Linked DNA regions of Gossypium hirsutum: region 1 is linked to region 2. The links are chromatin contacts, called in public Hi-C maps. All regions are on one chromosome and are shown on one strand. Each heading gives the region's core, a stretch centred on a gene start, on an enhancer-like site or on the middle of the called end of the contact. The rest is flanking DNA. Distances are from core to core; before and after follow the strand shown.

Evidence for each region. Hi-C and Micro-C count contacts between places; a contact is called where the count stands out from the background.
Region 1: a contact with region 2 is called in a Hi-C map of leaf, with 2.4 times the contacts expected there. The contact joins the promoter of LOC107924028 here to the promoter of LOC107922743 in region 2. A contact is called at or near these places in 2 of 34 Hi-C or Micro-C datasets (leaf and seedling).

Annotation. Positions count from the first base shown.
Region 1 is chrA11:17,442,862-17,449,066 of Gossypium_hirsutum_v2.1, forward strand. It overlaps LOC107924028, which reads left to right and starts at 4,216. Exons shown (of 14, transcript XM_016854280.2): 1 at 4,216-4,632; 2 at 4,854-4,963; 3 at 5,556-5,618; 4 at 5,705-5,897; 5 at 6,088-6,192. The coding sequence starts at 4,363.
Region 2 is chrA11:17,308,913-17,315,084 of Gossypium_hirsutum_v2.1, forward strand. It overlaps LOC107922743 (peptidyl-prolyl cis-trans isomerase FKBP15-1), which reads left to right and starts at 2,684. Exons shown (of 6, transcript XM_016852896.2): 1 at 2,684-3,070; 2 at 3,259-3,308; 3 at 4,184-4,246; 4 at 4,812-4,902; 5 at 5,040-5,144; 6 at 5,352-5,680. The coding sequence starts at 3,007. The coding sequence ends at 5,440.

The DNA of each region.
Region 1 (6,205 bases), core at 2,966-5,465, 140 kb after region 2:
ATCATGTTATAATCATTTACATTTTTACCTTTGTTACCTTTACTACAATCATTTTATTCTTTTATTATTATTTCATTATAATGTTATTTCATTTGTACCTATGTAGCTATTTTATTTTTGCCATTATTTTATTATATATTATGCTTACATGCACTCGTTCATTTGGTACCAAACTCAAACAAATTAATCACACATCACGTTAAATGTTATATTAGCTTGTACTCGATGCATAAGAAATAATAAAACAGAGACAATGTTCTTTATTTAGGGATTTGAGAAGTTGTGTCCTAACTTACAGGGTTCGACTTTCTCTTTGAGCCTAAATAATCAAACATATTTTTTTAAAATTGAATACACGTAGGACTTAGGTTATAATCAAACGGTAAGCGTTCTTATTTTCGAGAATTCAAGATTTTGTGCCCCAACTTAAAGGACATGATTTTTCGTCTCGATCAATACGAAATGAGGAAACTTTCTCATTAAAAATTCAATTTAGGTAGGGATTTTTTTAATACCATCAAATAACATCGCGCGAAAAGAATCGCATTTTAAATTCTCTTTGGATTTTCAATTTTTGATGTTAAGACATTAAGTATTAACTAGGTACCAATTTTGGACGTTATGAAGGGGTGCTAATCCTTCTTAATACGTAATAGACTCCCAAACTCATTTTTTGGATTTTGTAGAACGAAAATTATCGTTTTAGTAAATCTAACATTTTATTAAAATGACCAAGTTTTGAGGTGATTCAATCACACCTAATTAAAAAAGATTGGTGGGGACTCCATTTTCGTTTTAAATAAAAAGTCGATTTCCAAAAAGGTTTTGACACTCTCCATTTGATTGACAAAGCTCGTATTAAGAGTAGGCCCAATGATTTTTTATTTGTTAATTTTTATCATTAATCTTTATAGTATTCTAAGTTGTGGATTCAATCATTATACTTTAATTTAATATTTTTTATTTATTTCAAATTTTAAAATTTTAATTCTATCTAAATAGTAGCAGTCTACTATTTTCAAAATTTTATGTAATAAACATATCATCACGTGTGTAATATCATATAAACTAACTATTTTCATATAATACTAAAAAAATTAATATATAAGGCCTGAAAATGATTAAATTTGACAAGATGGACTAAATCCAAAACTTTCGCATAACACAAAACTAATATTAGAATTTAACTATTATCGTTTGGATCAAGATTAAAAATCTAAATTTTAAAAAATATAAAGATTAAAATTAACCAAATTAAAATTGAAGAAATTAAAATAAGATACCAAAGCTTCGGTGCCTGTCGAATCTCATTCCAAAATGATAAAACATGGATTAGTTTTCTCTCGTTAATAAGTTCAAGCCCATACATATTGGACCCGTACAGCACCTCCCTGGCCGCCATCCTTTCTAAGATTGTCTGTGTCATTTGAGCCCATGTCTAAATATGGGCTCTTCTTCCGTCTAAGTAGAAGGAGCCATTATAAAGTTTTCTTTGTTTTTTAGTCGGATTTTAATTTAATTTTTTTAAAAATCGCCACAGACCCATCTATGAATATTTTAGTAATTTTTGGTAAAATTAATTATTTTATATTTGACTTAAAAAGTATATAAAGAAACTTTGGTTTAGTGGCTACAAACTGTTCACCCATAAAATTTATTTTTGAGTTTTTTTTTTTTAAATCAAGTGATAGGCTTTTATATTTTTACTATTTAAGATTGCTCTAGTAGTCACTACGAGTTCAATACTTTATCTATCTATAATTTTATAATATATATAAAAATAAAAATTGAAAAAGACATTTAAATTGATTGAGAATATTTTTTATTTTAATTATATTACTGAATTTATATTATAATAATAATTTATTAGTATTATTATGTGGTAACAATGAAAGTAATTAATGAATATGGTAGTATATTAATGTGAAATTAATTAATTTGGTCATATCTTTTAAAAAATCTACTTAAATAATTACATAATATATTATTAATTAATAAATTTATAAAATCATTGAATACATTTGGATAAATTAAAAAAATAAAAACTTAAGTTTTTTAAATAATATATTTTCGGTATTTTCAATTGTTTAGAACATTTATGTTTCTTATTCAACAATAAAATTTAGTTCCATTAAAAGAAGTTTTATTTTGATGTAATTAACTAATTTATACAAATGTATCTTAGGAGGCCGTTCATTTATTTAATTCAATACAACTCTATGAGTTTCTTTATTTGCAATATATATATATTTCGTTTTTAGTTGTTTTTTTTTAAGAATTATGAGAATACTAATTAAACTTTCTTGTTGATTAAGAAATATAAATATTCGGAATAAATAAGTAAAAAATATAAAACCTAATATGTGATCAAGGTTAAGTCTTGAAATTGAACCTAATATGATTTATACTCATTAAAACCTAAAATTTGTAATTTTCTGTAATAATCCCGTCTAGAAATTTTGCTTACACAATCTTCATTAAAACGATCATAACTTGAGTTCTTTGACTTGGAATTAAACAAGTCAGAGTCTGTTTGAAATTAATGACTCTTCAATCAATATGAATATATCACAACCTAAAAAATATCTAGAATCCATTAAAAAATAACCTTAAAAAATAACATTAGTTAACAAAAATTATCCCATACACATATACATCGCATCTAAAATTGAGTTTGAATTTTGGTGATTTTTAAGCCTAATATTTTATTGGGTTGAATATTTAGCAAAATGATGATGCAATTTTGCTTTGAATGCCAATTACAGTAGAGGTCCGATGGCATCCAAAATGAACACCTCGTTCTTTTGAAAGGGAGAGGTGAAAAAGAAAAATCTCTGAGGTTATTGTGAAATTGGCTAAAACATACAATTCTGAAATTATTATGAAGAAATTAAGAGGGAGTTTGGTACGATAGTAAGTCATCATTTTGTTGAAAATTTCAGTATGCTACAAACTAATCAAATAGTTTGAAAATTAAAATTATATTTTGAGACAATTTTATCTTTTTCTTATTTTCATTATTTTTATGCAACACTTTTCACCTTAAAACCATAAAAAAAATTAATATTAATTTATTTTAAATACTATTTAATTCAGTTAAAAATTACATATAAAATATTTAAAATTTATTTTCAATAAATATATTAATTTAAAATAAATAGATTATTTTTGTTAAGAGTAAAAATCACTAAAAAGGCTAAAATTAACCAAATTTGTATTTTATTTAGTGGGTGTAATTTTAAAATTTATTATCACGGGTGCTTAGTCTAAAACTTGACTAACCATGAATACCTTTTAAAGGAAGATAGTATCTCTCTGTTGATGAATAAAATTTAGAGTTAGTTTATCATTTCTTTTGAAAATTATTTTTAAAAAGTGATTTGAAAAAGTTTGATTTAAAATTTAAGTTTTTAATATTGTTGTTAAAAAATACTTTTGAGAAATAAAATGTTTATTTTAGAGATTATATTATAAAGTAACGAATAAATATTTAAATAATTTTGAAATTAGTTAATATTATGATATTTTAGTAAAAATATAGAAAATATTTTGTTGTTAATATTTTAATATATGGAAAATAAATTTTAAATTATTTATAAAATTTAATTCAAATATATAAACTATATTTTAAATAAATTTTAAATTATTTATAAAATTTAATTCAAATATATAAACTATATTTTAAATATTAAAATATAACTAATAAATATTTGTAATTAAATATTAACAGATTTGTATAATTTTAAGGAATGCTTTTATTTTTATTTTTAATTAATGATTTGAAAAAAAAAGAAAATGGAAATACCATGTGTTTTCGAGTGAAGAAAAATAGAGGAATAAAAAAAAATACTTCTAAAGAAAAGCTAAACAAGTTAACTTCTCAGCAAAAAGTGCTTTTAAGTAAAATTGCTTTTGACTTTAAGTCAAAAGTGCTTTTTTTTCAGCATTGTTAAAGACAACCTTAAATGGGAGCAACAATTAAACTACGACCTAATTTAGGGATATTTTTCAAAAATATTTTTGAAATGTGGGAAGAAATTAAAATTTTTAACTTCTAAAATAAATAACTTATTGAAGAATATTTTTATCCAAAAATACATTTTACACATATTAAAAATAGTTATTGCTAAACTTACCATTCCGACAGAGAAAGTGAACTTAGCGTACACGTAATTGATCATTTAAGTAGAGGTTTCTGCTGTTTTAGCTTGGCTTCGGCTTTCGGCTTCGCCCAATAAAACTCGGAGTTGCCCTATCTCTCACATTCTAAAATCTCAAATGTACCATTCGAAGGCAGACAAACCCAAATAAAAAAAAAAGAAAAGAAAAAGAAAGAGAAAACATTGTTTTGATCGAATAATAATGGAATCAATACAAAGCAGAGTGGAGACATGGATCAAGGACCAAAGAGCCAAGATCCTCAAGGTCTCGTGGGGGCCGCTTCAGTGGCGGATGAGGTGGCATTGGCCGCCGTGGAACAACGGCGACATGGAGCAGCGCCAGAAACTCCATCAAGAGTACGAAAGGCGAAAGCGCCAACTCCAAGAGCTTTGCCGAGCCGTCAAAGCTGATTCTCTCTCGGATTTGCAGGACATTCTTTGTTGCATGGTCCTCTCCGAGTGCGTTTACAAGGTACAGCAATAATTGCGGCTTTCTCCAATATTTCCCCATCACGCCAATTTTATACACATATATATTAAAAGATGTTATGATTTGACAGTTAATTTAAAAAATTTTAAGTTCAAAGGAGCTAAGTTTTATCCATGTTTAATTACAAAAAGGAACTGCATGTCTTATGATAAATTTTCTATTATTTATGGGAAAAATATTCTTTTCCATCCCTTTCTTTGTAGAAACCTGCTACTGAGATGATTCGAGCTGTGAACAAATTTAAGGCTGATTTTGGAGGACAAATTGTTTCTATAGAACGCGTACAACCTTCTTCGGATCATGTTCCACACAGGTATTTATTTTTAACTCTATAATCTACACTCCTCGTCTATTACATAGTTGTAAACAATCTTTCATATTAACTCGAGCACAGATGAATGACCTTGTGCTGCAATAGCAAGCTATAATGATGTTGCTGAAGATGATTTAGTTTTTGTACGAATAACATAGTGATTCTTTACATAAAGTCGTAATTTTGATTTAAAACTGCATGCAATGCGAGTATGAAAACATTTTTTTTCCTATAAATAATAAATTTAACTGGAATTTTCTCATTACTTGTCAACGATTCGACATGCTTGTGTAGCTTTGGCCCAAATGTGGACAAAAAGGGGTTAAATAGAAAGGTAAGAAGAATAAGAGAGCATCATTAATGAGTTCGAATGCAGGTGTGTGCATCCATCCTAAATTTAAAAAATGACATATGGCTCATAAGGTGATTAACTTAGCTGGTTGCCTGGTTTTCATTTAGTCTGGATTAGGTCTTTGATGGTACTCCACCATGAAGTACTATTAATCAGTAGATGCATGCTTGCCGAAGATATTACCTTGCAATTTGGCTTTGTTGGTTCCCTTATTTTTCCTTTGCATCTCTCTCATTGCAGGTATCTGTTAGCAGAAGCAGGCGATACACTATTTGCTTCGTTCATTGGAACCAAGCAGTATAAGTAAGCATGGTTCGTTATAGTGTGACTCATTATTTCTTTCTTTCAGAAGCTTGAATTTGTTTTGTTTCATTCTTGATTTCTTTAAGAGATGTCATGGCTGATGCGAACATACTTCAAGGTGCTATATTTCATGAGGATGTGGCAGAGGAGATTGGCCGGATTGAATTAACTGAAGCCAACCGAGGCGAGAGACAGAAAGGAAATGAGGAAAATCAGTTCAATCCCTTGGAATCAAAACCTAAACAGATTAAAGATAGGCCTAAACCTGCTGCACATCGGGTTTGATAACAGTTTATTATTCATATATCATTAGAATTTATTTTCTTCTTTTTGTGGTTGATACTTAAATCTTGAACTTTCTTTCACTGCTCATACTTTTATGTAGTTAGTTGTTGTCTATAACTAAAAATACTTAGAGATTCTGCATAATTTTTCTTTAGTTATATTCATTCCAATTTATTATCTTTAGGGTTTCTTGGCTCGTGCTAAAGGCATACCTGCTTTGGAGTTGTACAGGCTTGCTCAGAAAAAGAAACGGAAACTTGTATTATGTGGACATTCTCTTGGTGGAGCAGTAAGTTTGATGG
Region 2 (6,172 bases), core at 1,434-3,933:
TTTGTCTCGTATCTCATCAACAGAAGCATTCGTGTATTTCTATTATCACAGCTCGCAACTTGACCCCCACTGTTTTATCTCGACTCCATTGTTTCTAGGATTGACATTTCGTGCGGGCTCCAAGCCTACTGGACACGTGTTTCGCCCTGGGCCGTCTGCAGTGTACGTGGTCCTCTCTGTACTCGGGACTAACATTCTAAGTGGGCTTTAGGCCCGCTGGACACGTGTTTCACTCAGGGTTGCCTGCAGAACACGTGATCTCCCTTCAGTGAGCACCTTGGGTATATGTGAACTGGGGCTGCAATCCTCACTCAGTTCGTGCGAGCTGGAACCGCGAGTTCGCCTTGCAAGCTAGATCAATGAACTCCCCTACTATCCTCTCGTGATTCGCCTCGCACTCAATCATTTGGTGAGATCTATTTGGGTCACGGGTAGCTGACTCGGGTCTTATCTAGGACTCGGGTTGGTGATCACTGATGTATAACAATATACTTCTCCCAGAGCCTCGTATGCGATTACCAATGATGAGAGACTAACAGAGAAGTTTGAGTTTGAAGCAAAGCAGTGGCGGACAAAATTGTAGTTGTTCAATAAGCAAGGTAGAGTCATACGAGAGCTGTTTGGCTCGGGGACTCCTCCACAAATGAGCAGCAGCCCTCTAGTCCTTCGTTGGAGGTACATCTTTTTCAATAACTATAGACATTGTTTTTTACTAAAATAAGCATAACTTAAGGATGTTTTGTAGATAATATTTAGATTAATCTAAAGCTGTTTAAGGGTTTGTTAATCAGAATTATCACTGACTGTTTATCCAGTGAATTGAGAATAATGTTTAGATAGGGATAATGACGACTGACTATTGAGATGATGGATGAAAACAATAAATGAAATGCATTGAAATGATCATTGCCATTTTTTTTCTGTTTATAAATCATTGCGAATTATACTTTTTAATACCAAACAAATTATTTCGTCAAACTTAATTTTCGGAAAACAACTCCAAATTTTTTGATGGGACAAAGCCACCTTTAATTTTTCAATTTGATTAACATTTAATTTTTCAATTTGATTATTAATTTTTTTTATTCACGTTAGTTCAAAACTTAATAATTATTTCTAATTTAAAATTTTAAGTAACGAATATAAATTATAAAATATATTTAATATATTAAGTAAGAAATATAATTAGATTATTTAATAATATAAAATATTTATTCTATTTTTTCCATAATTCTTAAACATTTAACTTTATTCTAAATAAAATCACATTTTAAATATAAATTTTAAGGTAATATAATATTAAAATAAATAAAATAAAACTGAATTAATTGAAAATATTTAATAAATAACTCTTATCTATTTATCATTTTTCACATTTCTTTTATAAAAATTAGATTAATTGAAAATATTCTCCCTTAAATACAACTTCTACCAAACATTTTTATTTTATGTTGAATTATCCAATAAGTAAAAAAAAATTACCAGCTTACCTTTATAAAAAAATCAAGGTAAAATTAGTAAAATTTTTCACAACTCAATAACAATTATTACCCTGTTTTCCCTTTCGGAAATACCATTTCTGTTTCTACAATTTCATTTCTCTACATTCAATTTTTTTAAAGAAAAAAAGTCCAGGAGCACACTCATCTAATATCCTTATTATATACAAGTGGTCACTTGCTTGAATTCAAAGTAGGATCCGGGTCGCTTATCCGTAGTTCGAATAAGTCCCACTAAACGATTGAGTTTGACGTAAACTGTAAGAAGATAGTGAGGGGAGCTCGTGGACCCAGCTCACAAGGAAAGCTCGCATGAACTAAGAGAAGGCTAAGGGCGAAGCTAGAATAAATTTTTAGGGGGAGTCGAATAAAATTTTAGTTTTTTATAGTCTATATCTTTATAATTTTTAAAGGATTAAACCGAATTTTTATAATTTTAAGGGGACCAAAATACAATTTTACCTTTAGTAATTTAAAATTTTAAAAAAAATTCAAAGGCCAAAATTAAAATTTTCCATTTTAAGGGGGCTAGGGCCCCTGCCAACCCCTGCATCCGCCAATGGAAAAGGTCACGGTCTTAGTTCGCATATATCAAGAAGCTCGTAGAAGGGAGACTGCATGGTCTGACAAGCAACCCAGACTGAAGCACGTGTCCAGCATGCCTGAAATCCACTCAAAATATCAATACTAAGAAGAGTAAGGTCAAGTCATGAACAGTGCAGCCTTTCTTCTGTGAGCTCATTGAGTATATGCGAATTGAGACCGCGGTCTTCCCTTTGTTCGTGTAAGCTCTCCTTGAGAATTGGGTTTGCGAGCTCCCCTCGCTGTCCTCTCACGATTTGCCTCACACTCAATCGTTTGGTGAGACCAATCCAAGTCGCGGATAGACGACCCGGAACCATCCTGAGATTCATGCTGATAATTAATGATGTATAACAATCTTATATTAAAATCAGTAATTAACTAATTATTTACCCAAAATATCACACGCATCAGTAAATTCCATTAATTATTTATCACTCATTTTTTAGCCAAAATTGAAAAAATATTGATCTTCATTAATGATAAATGATAAAATCTAAATAAACAATAGATGACTTTTCAAATAGTAAATCCATTTTCTTCACAAAAAAAAAATTAATTAGTAATATTTAGTGTTTAATGGAAGTCACAGTGATTGCTTGAATAGAACCTGTGTTTCATCAGTAGAAAGGTCCGAAAAAGGCCAAGTTTCCCTTTGCAGCCAGCTTTAATGAATGATGTTGGTAGAGCAAGTTTTTTATAGGGAGATTCAAAATGGTGAGGAATGAGAGCCATCCATTGCACATTTAAAATGGGCAGGCCTTACCATAAAATTGAGGCCTTGAAAGAGTCTAAGAAGAAGACCATTTCAGCCCATTTTAAGTATTCGGATTGCTTTTGCTTTAGATAAAATCTCGCAACGCCAAAATTTACAGAGAATATAAGTCGAGAGAGAATTAGTCGGAGTTAGAGAGAGTGAAACAAAATGAGTATCAGCTGCGCGTTGAAGGTGGTTCCGATTGTGCTTCTGTTGGTTCTTTTCGCATTAGGTAAGTTTCTTATCCAATTATATTCTTTCGGTTATTAATTATACGGTGTCATAATTTCCAGATCTAATCGATTGTTGAAACGTCTCTTGTCTTCTGATTTAATATTTTAAAAAAATTGTAGCAGTTTAGCTTTCTTTCGTTTTAATTAATTATTGATTTTATTTTTGTACACTTTTCGAATTCCTCAGCGAATGCCAAGAAATCAGCTGATGTGACCGAGCTGCAGATCGGCGTCAAAGTATTTCTTTTCCCCTTATTTTCTATGTCATTTCATGTTCTTTTCAATTTGATCTGTGATAAAATAAAGCTGTAAAAATTGTCTCTCAATAGCTTATATATGATATATTTTGTTTTGGGGACTTCGAAGCTTTAATTGGTTAAGTAGGAAGGAAATTAGATAGATGAAAATTGGAAGAGCAGAATTATAGAAAGATTTTTATTAATGTGATTGGTAGGAAAGATTTTGAAAATTTGAAAGAATTGCTTGATAAAGTTCAAAAACAAGGAAAAAGAAAATGAAGGTTTTGAAAAATGCATTATTTATAACTAATATGCATGCTTCTCCCATTTTCTCTCTTTTTATCATTCTAATTTGGAATAATCTGTTTTTATCCAATTTTGTTTCTTCTTACTAATTTTCTTATTAAGCATGCTTAAAAATTTTTTAGTTTTTGACTTTTTCACTCCTTCCTTCCATCTTCTTACTTTTCCACCAACCAAACACATCCTTAATTTTGAGTGGTAGTAATTTTTCTTTCTCTTATACGGACGCATATATATGTATATGTTGATTCTTCGGGGGGAGCCTTGGTTTATTTAGGGTTAGCAGTATTGGTTGGTTCATGTCTGTTTATCTCTGAATAAACAGAGTAAGGTTTCTTCATGAAATCAAATGAAATGCAGAGTTGAAATAGAGTAAGGTTTTACATTTTTCCATTTCATTTGGTAACCTTAGTGCTGTTTCGTAACATTGTATGCCAATTTTCAGTTGGTTCATGTTGTTATAGATTTGTATGTACAGATAATCAACTGTTATTTTTTGTTTCTAACTTCTTGGTCGGTTTAATCTTTGCTTGTGATCTTGTTAACTATTTCATTCTCACCTTTTCACAGTATAAGCCTCCATCATGTGAATTCCAGGCTCATAAAGGTGATAGAGTAAAAGTGCACTATCGGGTAATGTTCTATAGCTCCATCTCGATGTTAAGTTTTATATCATATTTCTTGACCTTTAAAATATTAATGAAGAATATTTAATTGTGCCTATTTCTCCTGCACTCTTCTTGTAAAATTTAGGTCATTCTTTACGGTTTTGTTAGTAACAAACGAGGAGCTAAACCTTTTTTTATATTTCTATATGTCAGATTGGTTTCAACTTTATAGCATGTTCCTTCTTTGGATTTTGGAAATAGAAGCTTGGTTTAAGCAATTTTCTGTACTTTATTATAGTAAGCGGCCATCAACTTGTACTAATTTTATGGGATATAATATATATGTATGTAGACTTATGCCAGTTTCAAATATTATTTTGCTTGTGCCATTATTAGATTTCTAATTCATTGTATAAAAGGGTGTATAAGAAGGAAAACAAAAAACAAAAAGAAGAAAAGAAAATGATTTGGTGTGAATTTTTGTGGTCAAGTACATATTGGCTTCTAAACTTTAATGGTTAGAATTAATTGTTTACTACCTAAGAGGTGTGAGTTTCTTGGTTTACATAAATTTTCATCCCTTTTTGCAGGGGAAGCTCACTGATGGAAAGGTTTTCGATTCCAGTTTTGAAAGAGGTGATCCCATTGAGTTTGAGCTTGGTAGTGGACAAGTAATCAAAGGTTAGTTGCCCTTAACAACTAATCCGGATTTTGCTATAACTCAGACAATGAATGACTTGCTTTACTACCGGAATTTTGGTGGTTATATTGTGTGGAGTTCATTCATTGATGCCTGAAAGCGATTATGCTTTTGGCAGGATGGGACCAAGGATTGCTGGGGATGTGCGTTGGTGAGAAGCGCAAATTGAAAATACCTGCTAAGCTTGGATATGGTGAACAGGGTTCACCACCCACCATCCCAGGTAAATTTTTCATTTTTGTTCATATTCCTTTATGCTTCACAATTCCAATGTCGTAGACAGTGGTCCGTTATTTATATAATTGAAGGAATGATGTTATTATGGAAGCTCCTTTGCATATTGAATAAAATCTTTGCTTTAAGCTGCTTTGCCTGTTTGTCTATCATAGGAAACAAAATTGACGAATTTTTTATTGGCCGAACTTACCAGGTGGAGCAACGCTAATATTTGACGCAGAGCTTGTTTCAGTCAATGGGAAGCCATCGAGTGGGGAGGATACAAGTGAAGATGAGCTATAGTTGCTTTGCTCATTAGCGCTAACTTTTTTTATATTTTACTACGCTTGTTTTCCATTAAAAAACGCTATTATGACGGCGTAACCTCAACAGGCCTTCTGTCTAGGATTCAGATAATATTTTTGGGGGTTTCTTTTTTTCCACAAGGAAAACTATCTGTTTGTTACGATGTTGGAGAAACGTTCTTTTTGGATGGTTCCTCCTTTGATTATTATTATATGTGGGCAGATAAGGTGAATTCAACTGTCGAATTAAAACTTGATAAAAGTTGTGCATTTCTGATATGATGACAGGCAAGCTTCAATTTCAAAGGATGAATGAAGGGTACAACTTCCACAGTTAACAAATATCACTGGGAACAATTATGATTGCATTATACATTGTCGTTAAACCAAGTTGAGTCGGTCTCTCCAAGAAAATTGAGTACCTGATTTTATCTTCTGATACAAGATAGTGTTCTGTGACAACAGATAATTACTTTAAAGCTAAATTTAGTTTTATTGGTCAAACTGAAAGTTTTGCTTAATTTAATTTGGTCTTTTACTTAATAACTAAAGATTGAACTCACATTGATTTTATCGGAAGACTTTAATGTATTTTATTGTTTCTAAAATAATTTTAAATAAAAAATAATATAATAAGTTAAATTTTTTTTGTGTTTTATTTGGCAATATTGCTATTATAACCATCAAAGGAAGCGCGTATCTCCAAATTAATGATGGAAAGCTATTCTTA